Linked DNA regions of Mus musculus: region 1 is linked to region 2. The links are chromatin contacts, called in public Hi-C maps. All regions are on one chromosome and are shown on one strand. Each heading gives the region's core, a stretch centred on a gene start, on an enhancer-like site or on the middle of the called end of the contact. The rest is flanking DNA. Distances are from core to core; before and after follow the strand shown.

Evidence for each region. Hi-C and Micro-C count contacts between places; a contact is called where the count stands out from the background.
Region 1: a contact with region 2 is called in a Hi-C map of uterus, with 3 times the contacts expected there. The contact joins two enhancer-like sites. A contact is called at or near these places in 15 of 39 promoter capture datasets (the C10 cell line, the HPC-7 cell line, cranial neural crest and 10 more), 2 of 15 datasets of contacts at CTCF or cohesin (CD8 T cells and pro-B cells), 51 of 484 Hi-C or Micro-C datasets (B cells, CD4 T cells, CD8 T cells and 31 more), 32 of 115 datasets of contacts at active chromatin or transcription factors (the 230-238 cell line, CD8 T cells, DN3 thymocytes and 24 more) and 4 of 9 other capture datasets (adipose tissue, liver, macrophages and 1 more).

The regions. Positions count from the first base shown.
Region 1 is chr4:62,676,445-62,679,144 of GRCm38.p6, forward strand. The region is part of intron 10 of Rgs3 (regulator of G-protein signaling 3); the gene reads left to right. Among named protein-coding and RNA genes, the nearest start is that of Gm52741, 7.8 kb to the left of the region's middle. Within about 2 kb of position 1,442, at least 11 of the 459 cell types and tissues checked have an H3K27ac peak or open chromatin away from gene starts, as enhancers often do. A contact at or near this core is called in uterus, where this site is marked.
Region 2 is chr4:62,565,453-62,568,152 of GRCm38.p6, forward strand. It overlaps a transcript of Rgs3 not described here. Among named protein-coding and RNA genes, the nearest start is that of 4933430I17Rik, 41 kb to the left of the region's middle. Within about 2 kb of position 1,354, at least 15 of the 459 cell types and tissues checked have an H3K27ac peak or open chromatin away from gene starts, as enhancers often do. A contact at or near this core is called in uterus, where this site is marked.

The DNA of each region.
Region 1 (2,700 bases), core at 192-2,691, 110 kb after region 2:
TTCAGGGGGTCATACTGTGCTGGGTGGTGACCATACCATAGTCTGGCCATCAATGGTAGGAGGTGGAGCCCTGGATGGATCTATTGTAACACTCATGGTCATTTGCACAGACTACCGGGGCTTGCAGCTCAGCTTCTTGGACCCCTTTGGAGCGGTCATTACTTGGGCTAGATCTTGAACACTAAGTCTTCCACCAGAGGGTCTGCCTGGCTCTCTCAGAAGACACAAACGCTGCTTCCTATTAGTTCTCTGAGCATCTGGAGCTGATGGATTCTGATTACCTTCTGGATAGAGAAGGGATTGAGGGAGAAAGGAGACTTTTCACCCGAAGTTACACGGAACCGAGGATTCCGGTTGCTCAGCCCAAGCCTCTCCCTATTGCGTATCTCAGGGTATATGAGCTTCATCTTGGAGCGCCCTCTCTTTCTCTTGCACTCCCAGCGGCACCCCTTTTGGGCCCGCTGACCTCTAGAAAGGCAATGTGCCTGGCAGAGAAAGCCCAAGAGACCCAGTTGCTTCTCATTCCTGATCTGCGAAGCTTGGGCATAGATTCACCTGTGTTTCTAGCTCAGTTTCCCTTTTTGGAGCAAAGGAACTGGATCAGATATTGCTAGGCATGCTCCAGCCACTGGGTTCTCTGGTTCTCTGCAGACTTAGGTCCGAGAGCCGTGGTCAAGGCAAAGCTCAGCTGAGAAGCAGCCTGTAGCCTTTCTGCCTCTTACTCAGGCGCCTCTGGGTTAGAAGCCTTCTCGTGCAAGCACAAGCGGCAGCCCAGGGAGGTTTGTTGTTGTTTGTGGAGTCTGTCCGTTTCCAAGATGTCATTGCTCAGGGAGAACCATCATTCCTCCCAGGGATAAACAAGGCTGCGTAAGGCTCAGCCCCCTAAGCCCAGGGAGGCCGGAGCCACTCACAGCAGGCCAGCTGGGCGCAGTCCCAGGGAGCTGATGCCCTAAACCCTCTCCACCATCCCATCCCCCTCCATAAAACCACTGGTCAGCAAAGTGGGGTGGAGGGGGAATGTACCACTGAGACCTGGGGAGAAAGTCTCCCTGGTGCTCTCTTCTCTCTGATGGTAGCCTGGATCATAACATCAGATGTGTGGAGATCTGCCAACTGTACCCTCTACCCCAGATGGCCCAAGGTTTCTCTCTCCCTTCTGGGCACAATGGCCCAAGCTGAAGTCTTAGAACTTACCCAGGCTCCTAGTTTAGGAAAATGGGCAGAGTGGTGAGTTACAGGGGACTGGGTAGAACATCCGACCATCTGCCCTGTTTTACTTGTCTTGGTCTGAAAGCAGCACCTGGAAAACAGGTGGCAGAGGGGGAGGGGGCATGAAGAAGGACAGAGGAAAAGCTGTGCAGAGCCTCCAGGGGCAAATGGCTGGCAGGAGCCTTGAGACAAGGCTGGAGGAGGTTAGAGAAGGGGCCCTAGAATGGAAGATACCTCACCTCAGATTGAAACTAGTGTCTAGTCAGTTCATGAATGTTTCACTCAAGAGAGTATAGTTTATAGTTGATCCAAATAGCAACTTAGTTCTGTTCTTTTTGCCTGTCTCCTTCCATCCTTCCCTTCTCTCCCTCCCTCCCTCCCTGTCTCTTTCAGTTCTCACTTCCCCTTCTGTCCCTGTCATGCCCACTAAGTACCTTTGTGCAGCATCCCCTTTCTGGGGCCTGGAGGTATCATGGTAAAAGACTCAATCTGTGATCTCAGGCTGGGTAAGTGAGCCGGCTGTGGGGGTAGCCCACTGTTGGTGCCCCTGAGAAGCATCTGGTACAGCCTGGGCCTCTCAGTGACGCTTCCTACAGGAGTGAGGCTGTCTGTCCGTGCACATGTGTACCCGGCCACAGAGCAGGAGTTCATCCTCATGTCTCGACTTCTTTTCTATGTAGATGTGATTTTCACCTGGGCGTGCACATTACCCCCAACCCCAGCCACCTGCTCCACCTTACCTCCAGAGGCTGTAGGGGTGCGGACTTAAGGGCAGAGACCTCACTTCACAGTGTGCGTCTCTCCTGCCTGGGGTTTTCTCTGGCAGTGGTCAACCTCACAGGCCAAATGAGATGCAAACGTGAGACTCTTGGATGAGGAGGATTCAAGCCTGTGGATTCCAGGTCATCTCACAGAGGACCAGATGTCTCATCTCATAGGTGGCTGTTGCTAAATACAGTCCTGTAGGCGAGGTACTTCAGACAGGGGGACTGACACAGAAGGTGACGGGCGCATAGGCAGCAGCTTTTTGAAGGAGCGCAAGTGGGAATGTGTTAGAGAGGTTTATAAAAGGTGGCCAGCTCACAGGGCACAGAGCTGCTGTCTCTGGCAGAGAGGTCACCGTTGAGGACCTTCCTTAGTCTTTAAAGCGAACTTTTAAGTGGAAGCCTGGTGTAGTAGAGAAAGATGACAAGAATGCAGCTCGTGGCTTTTCACCAGATGAACACCCATTCGGGTCCATAAGGAAAGCGTCCCCAACTGTACACTGGGAGTGTTTCAGTGTGCCCTTTAGTCACAGTGGCCCTGACTTTCCTCGCGGATCACTCGCCTACCTTGGACTCTGTATAAATAGGACCCTTGAGTAGCTTTCACGCTGAGTTCTTTCCTTCAGTCTTTCCCTGGTGATTCATCAGCACGTCGTCTCAGGGTTTTTAGTTTGTTCGTCCTGTTACTATTTAGTGTGTGTCTCTATATGTCTGCCTCAGTTTACCC
Region 2 (2,700 bases), core at 104-2,603:
ATGTGATTTTATGAGTGACATAGGGATTATTTTAGGGCAATTGTGGCTATTCACAATCTATGTCTTGAATGCTGGTTGTAGAATTGAAATTCCTGGCAAGATTTAGCCACCCACCCGCTCGCCCTGCCCTCACCCCAGTTTGTGGCAGGTGCTAATCGGGCAGTCGGCAGCTATGAAGACTTCTGCTGCTACTGTGCTGGAGTAGTTCACTCTCTGAGTGGAAAGATGGAGTGCTGGCTACATTTATGTCAACTTGACACACTGTAGTCTTCTGAGAAGAGAAACCTTGATTGAGAAAACACCTTCATAAGATCCGGCTGTGGGCCAGCATATAGAGCATTTCTTAATTAGTGATTGATGGGGAGGTCCCAGCCCCTTGTGGGCAATGGTAGCCCTGGACTGGTGGTCCTGGGTTCTATAAGAAAGAAGGCTGAGGAAGCCATATGGATTAAGCCAGTAAGCAACGCCCCTCCATGGCCTCTGCCTCCAGGTTTCTCCCTGTTTGCGTTCCTGTCCTTGGCTTCCCTTCAGTGATGAACTACAATGTAGAAGTGTAAGCCCAATAAACCCTTTCCTCCCTAACTTCGTGTTTGGTCATGGTGTTTTGTCACAGCTAAGTCAGAAGAGGAAGCAGACAGTTAGGGCTCCAGAGTAGGTGAACAGTCAGAAAGGTGGGCACACGGAGGAAGGCAGGTGTGTCATGGTCATGGTGGCCTGGGTGCTTGGATTGGAGAGTGACCTTGGAGTCATCAGAACAGTCAAGGACAGCAGTAGGCATGTGTGACACATCAAAGGGCGGGAAACAGGGGAAAGGACAGGACTCGGGCAGAGCCAACAGCACATTTTTCCCTGGAAAGGTAGGAAGAGTCAGTCATACCAGAAAGCAATGGTTAGAGGAGTGGGAGGACCCAGGCAAGGTGGAGGACAGCCAAGAACAGAAATGCAGCTTCCATAAGGGGATCCATGGTGACCGCCAAGCCAATGAACATCTTTGCTTGAGAGGTGGTGGCAGGAAGCGTGAGTGATGATAATCCACACCACTTCTCTGTCACAGCTCCAGTAAAACCAGCTTCCCCGAAGAATGGACTCCATGCGGACCATGGCCTTTTCCCTTTGTAATCTGCTGCCAGCCGTGGAACTGCACTTTGACATCTTACACTGATGCAGAAGAAGACTCAGCTCTACCTCAGCCTTAAGGTCCAGCTTGCCGGGTCCAGCTGAGCCGCAGATGTAAGCAGTAGTGGTTGTGTTTCCTACAAATCAAATCAACCCTGCAGCATTCCTGCCCATACCAGGAGAGCCAGACTCCCACATGGCTGTAAACACTCACTTGTGAAGGGTTTCCCTGGAGTTTGCCTCTTGTGGTGACCTCATAAGAATCTAGATAAGGCAGCCTTCAGCAGTTTGTTCCTGGATGCAGGGGGCCCTGGGTATTTTCAGCTAATGGTTCCTTATCCTGGTTACATTGTTCTTTTAAAAACCATTTAAATAACATGAAAACCCTATTTTACACAGACTTGCTTAGCACTTCCAGTTTTTTTTTTTTTTTCTTTCCCCCTAGTCTTTTGAGCAGATGCAGATTGCAGTACATCATTTTCTCTTGGCCTGAAAGACCCTTAATATTCTCCTAGTGTGTATGTAGAAGTTGCATTCATTCGGCTTTGCAAATCTGAGAAAATACTTACTATTCATTTCTTTGAAAGGTATTTTTGTTGAGTGGAGAACTCTTGTTGACATTTTGTTTCTTTTCCTAGCATTTGGGAGGCACAGGTAGGTAGGTAGGTAGTTAGGTAGGTGTCTGTGAGTTCAAGGTCAGCTTAGTCTATATAGTGAGTTCCAGCTGAGCCAGGGGCTATATACTGATACCCTGTATCAAAACAGAAAGCAAAACAAAACACACACCCCCTACACTCCCCCTCCCAAGAACAATAACAACAAAACCCGAGGTTCCCTCTTGTCTTCTGCACTTATTTCTGATGAGGAGTCTGAGGACTTGTGATGAGGAGTCTGACATCACTCTCATTGCTGCTCATCTACACATGGACTTTGTTTACTGAGGGGTCTGCTTCTGAGACTCCCCCACCAGCCTCAGGCATCTTATGCAGCTCTGGCAGAGGCCTCTTCACAGTTCTTTGTTTAGGACCCATTGAGATTTTTGGATTTGAGAGTGTATAGTTTCTTCAAATTTGGAAAAATACAGCCCACTGCCTCCTGCTTCCTTTAGGGTGCAGTGCGCATGTACACACAGGGCGGCACATTTGTGTGCCTTCCTGGGGGTCAACCTCCAGGGCAGTTTCTCCAGTGCTGACATGTTGATTTTGAGGCAGGGTCTCTTGGTTGGCCTGGGATGACCCAGTAGGCTATACTGGCTGGCCCAGGAGCTCCGGCATTCACCATTCTCCATGACCCACAGCATGATTACACGCACACGGTACCATGCCCAGTTCCATATGGACTTCTGGGATGGAGCCCAGTTCTCATGCAAACTTGGCAAGCACAGTACTGATGGCCACTTGAGTGGATTTTTTGGTCTCCAAGTTCACTAATCTGCAGTGCACTACTAATCTCATCCTGTGCAATTTTCTCTCGTCTCAGACCTTGTGTTTCCCCTTCAGATAGCCAATATTTCACTCGACTGTTTCTTGATGAAACAAAATGACTTCTAAGGAACAAAGGTTTACTTGACTCATAAGTTCAGAG